Regions from separate parts of the Mus musculus genome. Here all the other regions are linked to region 1. Evidence: chromatin contacts called from public Hi-C and promoter capture Hi-C data. All regions are on one chromosome and are shown on one strand. The core of a region is the stretch at or near the end of the contact, and the rest is flanking DNA. Distances in the headings are between cores, read along the strand shown. Region 1 holds the start of Espl1 (extra spindle pole bodies 1, separase). Region 2 overlaps Spryd3 (SPRY domain containing 3). Region 3 overlaps Pcbp2 (poly(rC) binding protein 2).

What was found. Promoter capture Hi-C pulls out the DNA fragments that hold promoters and counts their contacts. A called contact is a pair of places that touch in the nucleus more often than the background predicts.
Region 2: a promoter capture Hi-C map of stem cell-derived epiblast-like cells shows a contact between it and region 1, with 2.9 times the contacts expected there. The contact joins the enhancer-like site here to the promoter of Espl1 in region 1. A contact is called at or near these places in 20 of 39 promoter capture datasets (the 3T3-L1 cell line, 3T3-L1-derived adipocytes, the C10 cell line and 13 more), 2 of 484 Hi-C or Micro-C datasets (embryonic stem cells and nephron progenitors), 3 of 115 datasets of contacts at active chromatin or transcription factors (craniofacial prominence, embryonic stem cells and extraembryonic endoderm stem cells) and 4 of 9 other capture datasets (adipose tissue, embryonic stem cells, liver and 1 more).
Region 3: a contact with region 1 is called in a Hi-C map of bone marrow-derived macrophages, with 4 times the contacts expected there. The contact joins the enhancer-like site here to the promoter of Espl1 in region 1. A contact is called at or near these places in 18 of 39 promoter capture datasets (the 3T3-L1 cell line, 3T3-L1-derived adipocytes, the C10 cell line and 10 more), 15 of 484 Hi-C or Micro-C datasets (CD8 T cells, the G1E-ER4 cell line, bone marrow-derived macrophages and 5 more), 3 of 115 datasets of contacts at active chromatin or transcription factors (embryonic stem cells and extraembryonic endoderm stem cells) and 4 of 9 other capture datasets (adipose tissue, embryonic stem cells, liver and 1 more).

The regions. Positions count from the first base shown.
Region 1 is chr15:102,293,903-102,298,173 of GRCm38.p6, forward strand. Espl1 (extra spindle pole bodies 1, separase) reads left to right here and starts at 2,391. Exons shown (of 31, transcript NM_001014976.2): 1 at 2,391-2,513; 2 at 2,858-2,947. The coding sequence starts at 2,867.
Region 2 is chr15:102,120,682-102,124,925 of GRCm38.p6, forward strand. All of the region lies in intron 6 of Spryd3 (SPRY domain containing 3), which reads right to left. Among named protein-coding and RNA genes, the nearest start is that of Spryd3, 13 kb to the right of the region's middle. Within about 2 kb of position 1,735, at least 3 of the 459 cell types and tissues checked have an H3K27ac peak or open chromatin away from gene starts, as enhancers often do.
Region 3 is chr15:102,497,222-102,501,241 of GRCm38.p6, forward strand. Pcbp2 (poly(rC) binding protein 2) reads left to right here. Exons shown (of 15, transcript NM_001103165.1): 15 at 1,268-2,838. The coding sequence ends at 1,304. Map3k12 (mitogen-activated protein kinase kinase kinase 12) reads right to left here. Exons shown (of 16, transcript NM_001163643.1): 13 at 3,880-4,020; 14 at 3,631-3,701; 15 at 3,287-3,548; 16 at 426-2,955. The coding sequence ends at 2,860. Among named protein-coding and RNA genes, the nearest start is that of Map3k12, 18 kb to the right of the region's middle. Within about 2 kb of position 2,375, at least 9 of the 459 cell types and tissues checked have an H3K27ac peak or open chromatin away from gene starts, as enhancers often do. A contact at or near this core is called in bone marrow-derived macrophages and trophoblast stem cells, where this site is marked.

The DNA.
Region 1 (4,271 bases), core at 1,141-3,640:
AGCTTTCAGTAAAGAACATACAGGTGAGCATGGTGTTTAGGAAGTTAGTACTGAGGCAATTGATGTCCTCATGGCTCACCTCCTTTCTCCTAGGTCCTTTATCCTACAGGGAGTATCCTGGAAATGTCTATAATCATTATTGATTGATTTACTGTGGCACTTATTATTAGAACCTAGGGCCTTGTCTATGTCGGGCACCTGCTCTAATCACTGAGCTACATCCACAGCCCTCTTTTACACTTTTAATTTTTATTCATTTATTTTTAAAGGCCTGTTTATTTATTTTTTTATGAGTTATTTGTCTCCATGTGCATACATGACCATATGTGTCTGGTGCCAGAAGGGGTCAGAAGAGGACATATGATCCCTGGAGTTACAGGTGGTTGTGAGCCACCATGAGGGCGCTGGGAACCAAACCTGGATCCTCAGGAAGAGCTACAAGTGTTCTTAACTGTTGACCCATCTCTCTAGTCCTCTTACTTTTTATTTTGAAATGGTTTAAATGGCTTGTGTTAGCCTTGAACTCCCTCTGTAGTTCACTCTTGGTACCCAAGATCCTCTTGCTTCAGGCTCCCCAGTATCTAGGATCATAGTTTTGAATTAACAGGCCCACCTTGTAACAAATACTGTTCGTTTTAAAAATTAATTTGTTATACTTATGTTTATAGGTGTTTTTGTCTCTACATATGCCTGGGTACCATGTCTGTGTCTGCTACCCAAATGGACCAGATCCCTGGAACTGGAGTTAGAGAGCTGTGAGCCACCATGTGGGTGCTGGAAATTGAACAGAGGCCCTCTGGGAGAGCAGCCATTGCTGTTTACTGTTGAACCATCTCTCCAGGCCCGCTTTTTTTTTTTTTAATATTTATTTATTTCTTTTATGTGTAGGAGTACACCATAGTTGTCTTCAGACACACCAGAAGAGAGCATCAGATCCCATTACAGATGGTTGTGAGCCACCATGTGGTTGCTGGGAATTGAACTCAGGATCTCTGGAAGAGCAGTCAGTGCTCTTAACCTCTGAGCCATCTCTCCAGCCCCAGGCCCGCTTTTAAAAAGATTTTTTGTTTTGTTTTGATTTTGAGACGAGGTCTCACTAGACAACCCAGGCTGCCTTTGAACTTTAAGCTTTTTTAGCTCCTCAGCCTCCTTAGTAAGTATTCCCTACCCTCTGGTGGTGGGTGATGTTTGGTACCACCCTTGACTTTATAGTGCATCTGAGAGAGCAGGAGTTAGACTACTTGGTAGGCAGGCAGATAAGGGAGAGGGGCCATGGCTAGGAGATAAAGGTGGTCAATTTCCAGGATGGCTGCTTCTTCCTTATGCCCCTGACTTGAGAAAAAAGCTCGGCATTGTTAGTGTCTGCATTAAATATTGCCATTCCCACGCTGAAATTTTCTAGTGGGGGAGATGTCAGTTTTTTCTCTTATTCCCTCCCCTTCCTATGTCTCCCCCTTTCTTTTTCTTCCTTCCTTCCTCCCTCCCTCCCTCCCTCCCTCCCTCTTTCTTTCTTTCTCTCTCTCTCTCTCTCTCTCTCTCTCTCTCTCTCTCTCTTTCTTTCTTTCTTTCTTTCTTTCTTTCTTTTGATTTTTCCTGAGACAGGGCTTCTCTGTGTAGCCCTGGCTGTCCTGGAACTCAGAAATCCCTACGCTCAGTATTTTGAACCCTGTTTCAAAAAACAAACAAAACAAAAGACTGTGAACGTTCACAATGAATTCTTCCCTTTACTCTTCACTCAACTCTATAGCCTTTCTTATACAACCCATGTAAGATGTAGGCTGGAATCCAAACTTGGGAGGGAGGAGAACCTAGGAGAACCCGGAGGTTGTCCCTGCACCCTTTTCAGTGTCCCTCTCCACAAAGTCAGAGTTTTAAAGAATCCCAAAGACCCTGTGTGGTGGTGTACACCTTCAACCCCAGCATTAGGCAGGTGGATCTCTCTTAGAGGCCAGCCTGGTCTATTTAGCAAGTTCCAGGACAGCTAGGATCACGTAGTGAGAACCAGTCTCAAAAAACAAAAATAAAAACAAAAAAATACATCAAAGGCTATTACACCTTTTCTTTCCTAGTAACGCAAAGCAAGCCATGTGGGTTTCTTATTTTAATTCTCTTGAAATTTAAAATCCTGCCTGAGCTCAGGGAATAAAGGCAAGAAAGACTTAGTGATTGACCACCCAACTGCGAAATGACTGTAATTGACTGAGGTTGAAGAAGGAGACTGTGTCCCAGAGTCTTTCCGGTCCAGAGTTGTACCCGCCCCTCCAGGAACACGTGACAGACAGCGCGGCAGATAAACTACAACTCCCAGAGCGCCACGCGGCCGGCCTGCGTTACGCTTTCTCGCTGATTGGTCACTAGGGATATTTGAAAGGAGGTGCTGGCGCGGAAAACGAAGCGTGCCCACCCGGTGCTTGGTGGAGCTCGGGCTGGAGGACGCTGCTAGGCCGGTGAGGAACGGCAGCTTCGAGGGAATTAAGGCACGGAGGGTCTGGTGAGCGCGCGCTCAAGCCGCGGTAAGTGACATTCCCATTGCTGACCTGGGAAGAAACGGGGCGTTTCTGCGGAGGCTCGGCGGCCCCCGAAAGGGTGTGCTCGGCGCCCAGGACCCTGTGGAGACCCCTGCGGTGGCCTGGTGGGACACTGAGGACAAGGAGCGTCCTGGAGGAAGGAACAGTGGACTTGTCAGTTTGTAACGGGAGCCCAGTTTATATCGGCCTCTCCCCGCATAGGATTTCTGGTGGGATTCTTTGCCTGCTTCATCCTTTGAATCCTCCTACAACTTTCAATCCCTTCTTTCCTCCAGTTATTTCCATTACAACCCTTCGCAGGCTTCTACAAACCATTTCGTTGTATCTAGACTTTTGCCATGAGGAACTTCAAAGGAGTCAACTTCGCCACTCTGCTCTGCAGCAAGGAGGAGACCCAGCAGCTGCTGCCTGACTTGAAGGTGGGACCCTTTATGGCTCAGGACACACCTAGTTTCTGAGATTATCTGTGTTTTTTTCCTTTTCCTTTTTTCTTTTTTTCCGAGACAGAGTTTCTCTGTATAGCTCTGGCTGTCCTGGAACTTACTTTGTAGTCCAGGCTGGCCTCGAACTCAGAAATCCACCTGTCTCTGCCTCCCTAGCGCTGGGATTAAAGGCTTGCGCCACCACGCCCGGCTTCCTTTTCCTTTTTATTTATTGTTTTTATTTTTATTTAAAAAATTATTTTTCCGCCGGGCAATGGTGGCACATGTCTTTAATCCCAGCACTTGAGAGGCACAGGCAGGTGAATTTCTGAGTTCGAAGCCAGCCTGGTCTATAGAGTGAGTTCCAGGACAGCCAGGGCTACACAGAGAAACCCTGTCTTTGAAAAAAAAAATTTTTTTTTCCCCTAGGGCTACTAATGTGATCATCTCCTAAGGACACTCTGGTTTATGTTCTCCGTTTGGGAGAGTTATACATCGGTTTTTGTTTACGTTTTATCATTCTCCTTATAGTAAATTTTACATTCTAATTTTATTTATTTATTTATTCATTTATTTATTATATGTAAGTACACTGTAGCTGTCTTTAGACACTCCAGAAGAGGGCATCAAATTTCGTTAGGGATGGTTGTGAAGCCACCATGTAGTTGCTGGGATTTGAACTCAGGACCTTTGGAAGAGCAGTTGGCGCTCTTAACCACTGAGTCATCTCACCAGCCCTCTAATTTTTAATTAAAAAAAATTTTTTTTTTCCATACTGGGGATTGAACTCAGGATCTCATGCATTCAGGAAAATATTTCACCACGGAGCTATATCTCTATATCTGTTTTCACTTTTAAAAATAACATATCATCTATGTCTTCATATGTTATATACAAGCATATATAATATATAGTATGAAATATGTAAGCTATATATTATCTAAATATTATATATATGTTTAAAGATTTCTGAGACAGGGTCTCTCTACATAGCCCCTGGCTGTCCTGTAAGTCACTATGTAGATGAGGCTGGCCTCGCTCGAACTCAGAAATCCACCTGCCTCTGCCTCTCAAGTGCTGGGATTAAAGGCCTGAGCCACCACTGCCCGGCCTGTTTTCACTTTTTTATTTTGAGACAGTGCTCATTCGCTCAAGCCCAGGAAGCTCTTGAACTTTTCTTCTGTCTTTTTGCCTTCACACAGGCCTGTGTCACCAAGCCTGGCTTGTGTTTTGCCGTAACTTGGAGAGAGATACATGAGAACCTGTGGGGCCCTGTTTCTGCCCCCCCCCCCCTTTCTTTTCTGCTCACGCGGCTTGATTC
Region 2 (4,244 bases), core at 485-2,984, 170 kb before region 1:
CCCTTGACCCATCCTATCCAACTGGCCTCTCTATGTGGGAAACAGGGTGTTCTCTAGTTCATGGCCAAAAGACGGCCCATCCAAATCCTGAATCTTGGGAAAAACCCGCCCCAGTGTTCCTTCAGCCTCAGCCCACAGAAGGCATCTGCTGCAGTTCTGACAGGGTGGGGATACTTCCTAAGGGCAGGAGGCCATGAGGATGACCTGCCCTGACATGGAACTTCAACCCACGCCCACCAGCTCCAGATGAGCACAGAGGCCCTGTGCTGACACCCTAGCTCTGAGCACCAGGCCCTCTTCAAAAGTAGATCCATCCCAACCCAGGGCAGCTACTCCGAACCATAGGCTGCTCTCCTGCTCTCAGCAAGTCCTCCTGAGCCGTCAGCAGTGGCTGGAGCAGGGAACCACTCCCTGGCAGATCCCTTCTGGGCACCACACTCGGGAACCTGTAGGTCTGGCTTCTAGAGTTTCAAGCTGCCGAGATCTGCAGGCTTGGTCCTTCAGTCTAAGCCTCAGTTGCCTCTTAGTTTGAAAGTTCAAACCCTAATATTGCTTAGTTGCACTAAGCTTGAACAGCGTATGTTCACCTCTGTAAGCCTTAATTGCTTCATCAGTGAAATGGGATTGTCAAAATTAGGTAGAAAGATAAAATGAAGTGAGTGAGTGATCAGGGTGTCGAAGGAGCCTGACACCCCAGTTGATGAGAACACACATTCTGTCAGGAAATGGGGATCGGTTCTATTGCAACCACCAACCACAATGGACATGACCTTGTACCTCCCACTAGGACAATCCTTAGGCCAAGCAGGTTGGATGTTTGTAATGCTGGGTATCAAACCCAGAGCTCTGTGCAGGAGAGCTGAACAGTCTATCACTGAACGAACTACAGCCCCAATGATCCCTCCCTCGTGTGCATCCTAACTGAGGACAAGGGACCCTCCAGCAGCAGCAACACCGTTACTGCTGACCAACTAGTACTTCACTGAAGCTGCAGATCAGAATTTAGTCGGCACTCCGTGATCTCCTGCACTCTTTGGTCTTGCTGATTCCCACTCTTCCACCACTGGCCAGAAGAGACCCTGATTCTTTTCAAAAGGACCAAGCCCAGAAGTCTCAGAAGTAACTGAAAGAGGAATCAAGTACAAGCTCCCAGCTCAGGCCCCAACACAGTCTCCTCTTGAGTTGAGCCTACGGAGGATTCCCTCTTGTTGTGTACCAAAGCTGCCACTTTAGGAGTGCCAAAAACCATGAAGAGTGAACAAAGACGAAATTAATCTAACCCAGATGTACAGACAGACCCACAACCCCCTTCAGGCCCTGCAAATCCTCACTTTGCAGGCCCTGGGAGCAACAGCAATTCTTCACCACCCTCAGTCCTCCCAGGGCAAGGGAACCTGGGGTTTCTTTAAAAGGAGGGAAAATGAGGCCACAGAAGGTAAGGGAAGAATTTACCCAAAAAGAGCTACATCTGGGCTAGAGATGGCCCAGCAATTAAAAGCACTTGCTGCTCTTCCAAACAACACAGGTCCAGTTCCCAGCACCCTCATATTGTTTCACAACCATCTGTAACTCCAGTTCCAGGGATTCATTGCCCTCTCTGACCTCCAAGGGCAGCAGGCACACACATGGTACAAATATATACACAGGCAAAACACCAAGGAAGGAAGAAAGGAAGGCAGGCAGGCAGGCAGTGTAGCTTAGTTGGAAGTATCTGCTAGCACTCAGGAAGTCCTGAGTTTGATCCCCAGCCATCATTACAAAGCAGGTGTGGGGCTGGTGAGATGGCTCAGTGGGTAAGAGCACCCGACTGCTCTTCCGAAGGTCAGGAGTTCAAATTCCAGCAACCACATGGTGGCTCACAACCATCCGTAACGGGATCTGACGCCCTCTTCTGGAGTGTCTGAAGACAGCTACAGTGTACTTACATATAATGAATAAATAAAATTAGAAAAAAATTAAAAAAAAAAACAAAAAACAAAGCAGGTGTGGTCATAGTCCCAGCACTCAGAGGTGGAGGCAGGAGGATTAGGTCAAGGCTAGCCTGAGTTACATGAGACACTGCCTCCAGAAAAGCAAGAAAAAGAGAAAGGAATAAGGAAGAGAGAGAGAGAGCACTGGCTAGGCTATGGGAAGGGGACAACTTTAATCCTAGCGCTCAGGAAGACAGAGGCAGGCAGATCTCTGTCTACACAGTGAGTTCCAGGACAGCCAGGGCTACACAGAGAAACCCTGTCTAGAGAAACCAAAACCAAAACAAAGAACACTGCCTATAGATGACCAACGGAGCACTACATGCGGTGCGTTGCTCAGTGTGCCAGCTGATTCCTCTTGTGTTAGCAGTTGATAGGAAGCTGCAGCTGTAGCCAATGTCCAATACCACTACCTGGGGAAAAGATCAAACTTCCAACCTACTTCTTCTCCCTTTGCAGCACTAGGGATTGAATGGACTGAGGAATTCATGCATGTGAGGCAAGTGCTTGACCACTAAAATGCTCAAGCTTCGAAATCTGAGCTATAGCCTAGCAGGGTGACATCTGCTTTTTTTTTTTTTTTTTTGGTTTTTTGGTTTTTTGGCTGCCCTGGAACTTACTCTGTAGACCAGGCTGGCCTCGAACTCAGAAATCTGCCTGCCTCTACCTCCCAAGTGCTAGGATTAAAGGCGTGCGCCACCACTTTCAATCCCAGCATTCAGGAGACAGAAGCTGGAGGATCCCTGTGAGCCATCCAGGTAGCCATCCTGGTCACATAGAGAGTTCCAGGCCAGCCAGGCTACAAAGTGAGACTATGTCTAAATAATGGGAAACTACAACAGCCTAATCCAAGCAGGATGACAAATGACGCAGACCCATCAGGAATGAAGGTATGGGTCAATCCTCCAGGAAAAGAGCCAAGACCTGCTGAGGTACTGGCTGAAGGAGAAGGAAATACAGAATGGGTAGTAGAGGAAGGTAGTTATAAATACCAATTAAGGCCACGTAACCAGTTGCAGAAACGAGGATTATAAAGTAATATGAATGCCCATTGTCAATTTACTAATGCGTTTGCGATTGTACGAGGAATAGTTATATCATGTTAGGCGTATTTACAACCTTGTTATTGTTTCATGTGAACATGAGATATTATTTGTGTCAAGTTGACAAGGGGTGGATTGTAGTGGCTATTCCTGGTTGTCAACTTGACAATATTTGGAATGAACTACAATCCGGAATTGGAAGGCTCACCAGTGACCCTTATCTGGAGGCTTGGAGATCCTTATCTGGATCTTGGTTTGAAGATCTTGAGCCATAGTGGCTATGGATTCCAGAAGATTGAATCTCCGAGTTTAAGGAACACACCTTTAATCTGGGCTACGATTTTCATCTGGGATTAAAGGTGTGGTGGAACACACCTTTAATCTGGGCTACACCTTCTGCTGGAGACAATATAAGGACATTGGAAGAAGAGAGTCTAGCTCTTGCTCTTGCTCCTTCACCTGCTTGCTGCGTGAGACTGAGTAACTGCTAGATCCTTGGACTTCCATTCACAGCTGCGACTGAATCATTGTTGGGAATTGGGCTGCTGACTGTAAGTCATCAATAAATTCCTTTACTATCTAGAGACTATCCATAAGTTCTGTGACTCTAGAGAACCCTGACTAATACAAGTTGCAAACCCCTTCAGCTCTTTCAGTCCTTTCTTTAACTCCTCCATTGGGGACCCTGTGCTCAGTCCAAGTATGGCTTCTGCTGAAATATGTACAGTTCTCATACAATCAATCACAAATGAAAAACCTTCAGTCAGGGACCATCAGTATTAAACTGTCAAAAAGGGCACAGACAGGCCAAGGGATGACTCCCAGGGCTGCTTTTCCTATCCACTGACTGACTGACAACTGCAGCAAATCCCTTCCCTTCTCTCTGGGACTACTCTACAGAACCAGAAGATGTTTGGAAATATGGGTGCTTATGCTGGGCTGTCATACCAGTCAGAGCTGTGACTGGGACCTAATGATGCTAATTGTCCTGCACATACACAAATTGCCCTGCAAGTCGGGCAGTGGTGGCTCACACCTTTAATCCCAGCATTTGGGACGGAGAGGTAGGGAGATCTGAGTTCGAGGCCAGCCTGGTCTACAGAGTGAGTTCCAGGACAGTCAGGACTACACAGTGAAATCCCATCTTGAAAAACTCAAAAAAGGAAAACAAAACGGAACAAATTGCCCTGCACTGACAAGATGGCTCGCAGGTAGACACTTGCTGGCAAGC
Region 3 (4,020 bases), core at 1,125-3,624, 200 kb after region 1:
ACACTCCAGAAGAGAGAGTCAGATCTTGTTACGGATGGTTGTGAGCCACCATGTGGTTGCTGGGATTTGAACTCTGGACCTTCGGAAGAGCAGTCGGGTGCTCTTACCCACTGAGCCATCTCACCAGCCCTTTTTTGAGATTTTTTACTGAGCTTGGAGCTCACTGATTTGGCTAGATTATGTGCCCTCCTCTCCACTTCCCCTGCATTGGTATTCCAGGTGGACATTGCCACTTCTGGCATTTTTATATTGTGGGCAGGTCCTCATTGCTTGAACATCTCTTCCTTCCTTTTGAAAAAACTAAAGATTCCCCTCTATGCTGCATTTTACCTATGAGAGGCTTCACTCTGCATAGTTTGAGATCTCACATGTATATTTAAAGTTTAGGCACATTACGGTAGTAACATAGACAGGACAAATAATTTCTGACGTTAAAGAAAACATATTTTAATTGAAGAATGACTTCTAGTTTCCGGGATATACCCCTTCCCCTGTGGTATTTGTACATTTAGTGCACATGGTATTAAGCCAAACATCACAAATGGATGTCAGTTGGCTCTTTGTGAAGTTAAGCTTGTGGTGTGGACCTGAGACACCTCTAGTTGTGTTCAGAATGAGGCATTTTGCTGCTACCCAGTGATAATGAAATGTACACTGAATGCCTTTCTCTCAAAGCTTAATTGTATTCCAGGACCTCAAATGACCTATTTGAAACAAGTAGAAAGGCACTGTAGCCAGGTATGTTTACAAGGAGAATTTGGTACCAGTAAGGCCACAGGTTTTGGATTTTGAAGAGTGAGCTAAGGAACTGAATTGAAGCTTTGATACTTGTTTTTTTGTTGGTATTTGTCCTAAAATTATAAGCTTGAAAACAATAATTCAATTTTTCACTATAGTTCCTATTCTTGCTCCTCCCTTTAAGTATTGTTAAAATTACATAATATCTTTAAATGTTAGGCTCCCAACACAAAGTTCCTTCACATTGGTGGGCTGTTCTAGTGTAAACACGACAGGATCAACTCCTTGAAGCCTAATGTTCTCTAGAAATGCTTTCAGTTTGCAAAGAGTAAAACGTGAAGAGACAGTGTCACCAACTTAACATCATTTGTTATGTTCTTCTGAGAACACCTCAGGAACCTTGGTTGTAGTGGTGTTACATAAACAACCTTGTGCACTATGGTACTAGCTAATCTAAGAAACCTTGAAATACCTTGGTGTGATGAATTGTAGCTAGGTAAGCTGACTTATTCTTCTTTGTGTTTTACAGGCTTTCCTCGGAGACAGGTGGCATGGGGAGCAGCTAGAACAGAGCAGACCCATCCATAATCCTGCTGTTCACCACCCATGATCCATCTGTGTAGTTTCTGAACAGTCAGCGACTCCAGGTTTTAAAATAGTTTGTAAATTTTCAGTTTCTACACACTTTATCATCCACTCATGATTTTTTAATTAAAGTGTTTTAATTCCTTTCTCTGTTCAGCAGTTACGCTGAGATATCCATATTTAGTTTTATAAGCTTCTCCCCCTTTTGTTTTTTGGTTTTTGTTTTTGTTTGGCTCATGAATTTTTGTTTGTCATGGAAATGTAAGAGTGGATTATTAATACATTTCAGTTTAGTTCTGTAATGTCAGGAATTTTTCAAAAAAAAAAATTAAAAGATGGACTGGAGCTTTTTCTTTGTGAATAGAAACTGGATGCCACAGTGACTTACGTGGGTGTTGTTCCTGTCTGATGTTATTTTTATACCTTTTAACTTCCAGAGAGCCCTGATTCAGTTTCAATAGAATTAATGGACTTTCTTCCCTTTTTTACCACTCCAATTTTTTTAATTTGCCCTCAATCACCTCCCCCTCCATGATACTGGGTAGCCTCTGAAAACTTGTTTACGGAGATTGACAATTACACTTACCCTAGGATTGTAGAGCAGCTGGTGCATTTATGGAGCTGGGCAGGAACTCGTGGATAGTAAGGATAGTAAACTTGGGAATGGCTGCCCCTTGTTCTACCTTGCATACTTTAAAGTTCTAGTAATTGTTCATTTAGTTTTCTCCATAGGTGTTTTGAGACCTCCTTGTTCTGAAATCATTTAGAAAAGTTTACCTGCTATCATTTATGTTAACTTAGAAAATAACTTGTCCAAATTCCTCAGATAAAATCTTAAATCCAAGTTGAAACCATGTATTATACCACTCTACTCATTCACCAAGAAAACCCTCGACAGTTGGGCCTGCATGGAGTGGTTATATTTCAAGGTTGTTCACAGGGGTTACAATATGACAGTCCCCACCCCTACCAGGCACCAAGATAACAGTGGGGACTAACAGCACCCCAGTTCTTCAGCCTGAGCCATCACATGCTGTTAGTCGTCTGGCCCAAAGCCAGGGTTTGGGCAGAGAAACAGGAACAAAGAAATGAGTTACATTGCCACCTGAGAAACCTCAGAGGGATGACCCAGCCTTAGTTTCTTTCCCTCCTCCCAAGTGCAAAATGTGTAAACAGTAAACGGAAAATAAAAGTGCAGTTTTAAGTGAATCCTCTACCTGCCCCTCCAGTGTTCAGGGATAGACAGTATAGAGACAAGCCTGGCTTTTCTATTGCCTACTTGCTTGTTCAACATAAGGAATGGGGTGAAGCAAGAAGGGGCCAGCTTCCTTTCTTTATAGCTCTAGGGTAGTACTCGGAGTCATTCATTTCCACAGCTGCCAGTGTCCCCAGAACTTATTCGGTAATTGGTCAGGGGCGTCGTTCACTCTCAAGCCTGGCTTAAGGCTAAGAAAGCCCCATCTATCTGTTGATTATGTGGCGCATATATATTATTTATATAAATATTTCTCTATGTACAAGGAATAAGAGTGTCTTTCATGGAGGAAGGGAGGCTGGGGGCCGCAAGGCATCAATGCTGTTGGAGTTGTCCAATTCAGTGCTGTCACAGTCTGAGTCTTCAGGATTGGGGCCCTGTGAAGAGTAGAAATGCAGTGAGGTGGGGGAGCCTTGGGGACCCTTCTTTTACATTAACAGTGGAGTTTTTTTTTTTTTTTTAAATCTGTTCATAGGTCCAAGGCACTATGCTAGATTCCTTTTAGGATACCTTGATGACTACTGTCATCAAAGCTGCCACACAAATTAAACATCAGGCACTATATGCTCGGAACCATTAATTCTCAACTACTACTTACATGGATATTTGTTTTAATGGTTATGGAATAATGATTTTTAGATTCTCAAATGACTGGGTTTCTGATCCCAGTTCACTTTTCAGTGTCTGGTGGTTGCAACTCAAACTTACCTGGCCATCCTGGTGTTGCATGGGCAAGGAGCTGGCTTCACGTTCAGGGACCACCTCTGAAGTAGGTAGGTCCAGTGGAATTTCTGAGCCCTGTGAGCACATGTCATCAGATCGTTCATCTGGTCGCTCATCAGTGTTGGTACTGCCAACTTCTGGTGTGCCACTTGGGGAAGGCTCACTAGCTGTACCTTCCTCCACATCTGATGGGTTCTCTGAGCTGAATGTAGATAGTGACTGACGCATGTTCGGGCCCTGAGGCCACCTAAATGTTGAGTCATGGTTACAGCTTGTGTAGAGTCCTTTAAAGTTCCCAAAGTGAAAGATGCCATTACAGCACCACTCACCTTTGACTTGGGGGTAGCTCTACTTCACTGTCTACCTCTCCTTCTTCTTCTTCAGATGAGATACCACGTTTCTACAGTAGAGATGGGTGTGGGTAGGTGTAAGTAAACCAGTCAAAAAATGGTAAGTCATTAAGAATTGGGCAAGGATACATAGTTGAGTGGGGTTGGGGTATAGTTAGCACTTGGACCCATGAGGAGATTAAAGGATTTTAATTTGGTGTGGGGTAGAAGAACATCCCCATACTTTACCTGACTTCGAGTCACAGCAGCCCTGTACAGCAGCGCAGCGGGGGTCAAGTGCTGGGACCCAGCCCGGTTTCCTCCCCGGCCTGCAGTCCCTTCCCTTCCAGTTCCCAGCAGCCCCACACCTTCTCCAGGCCCTACTGGTGG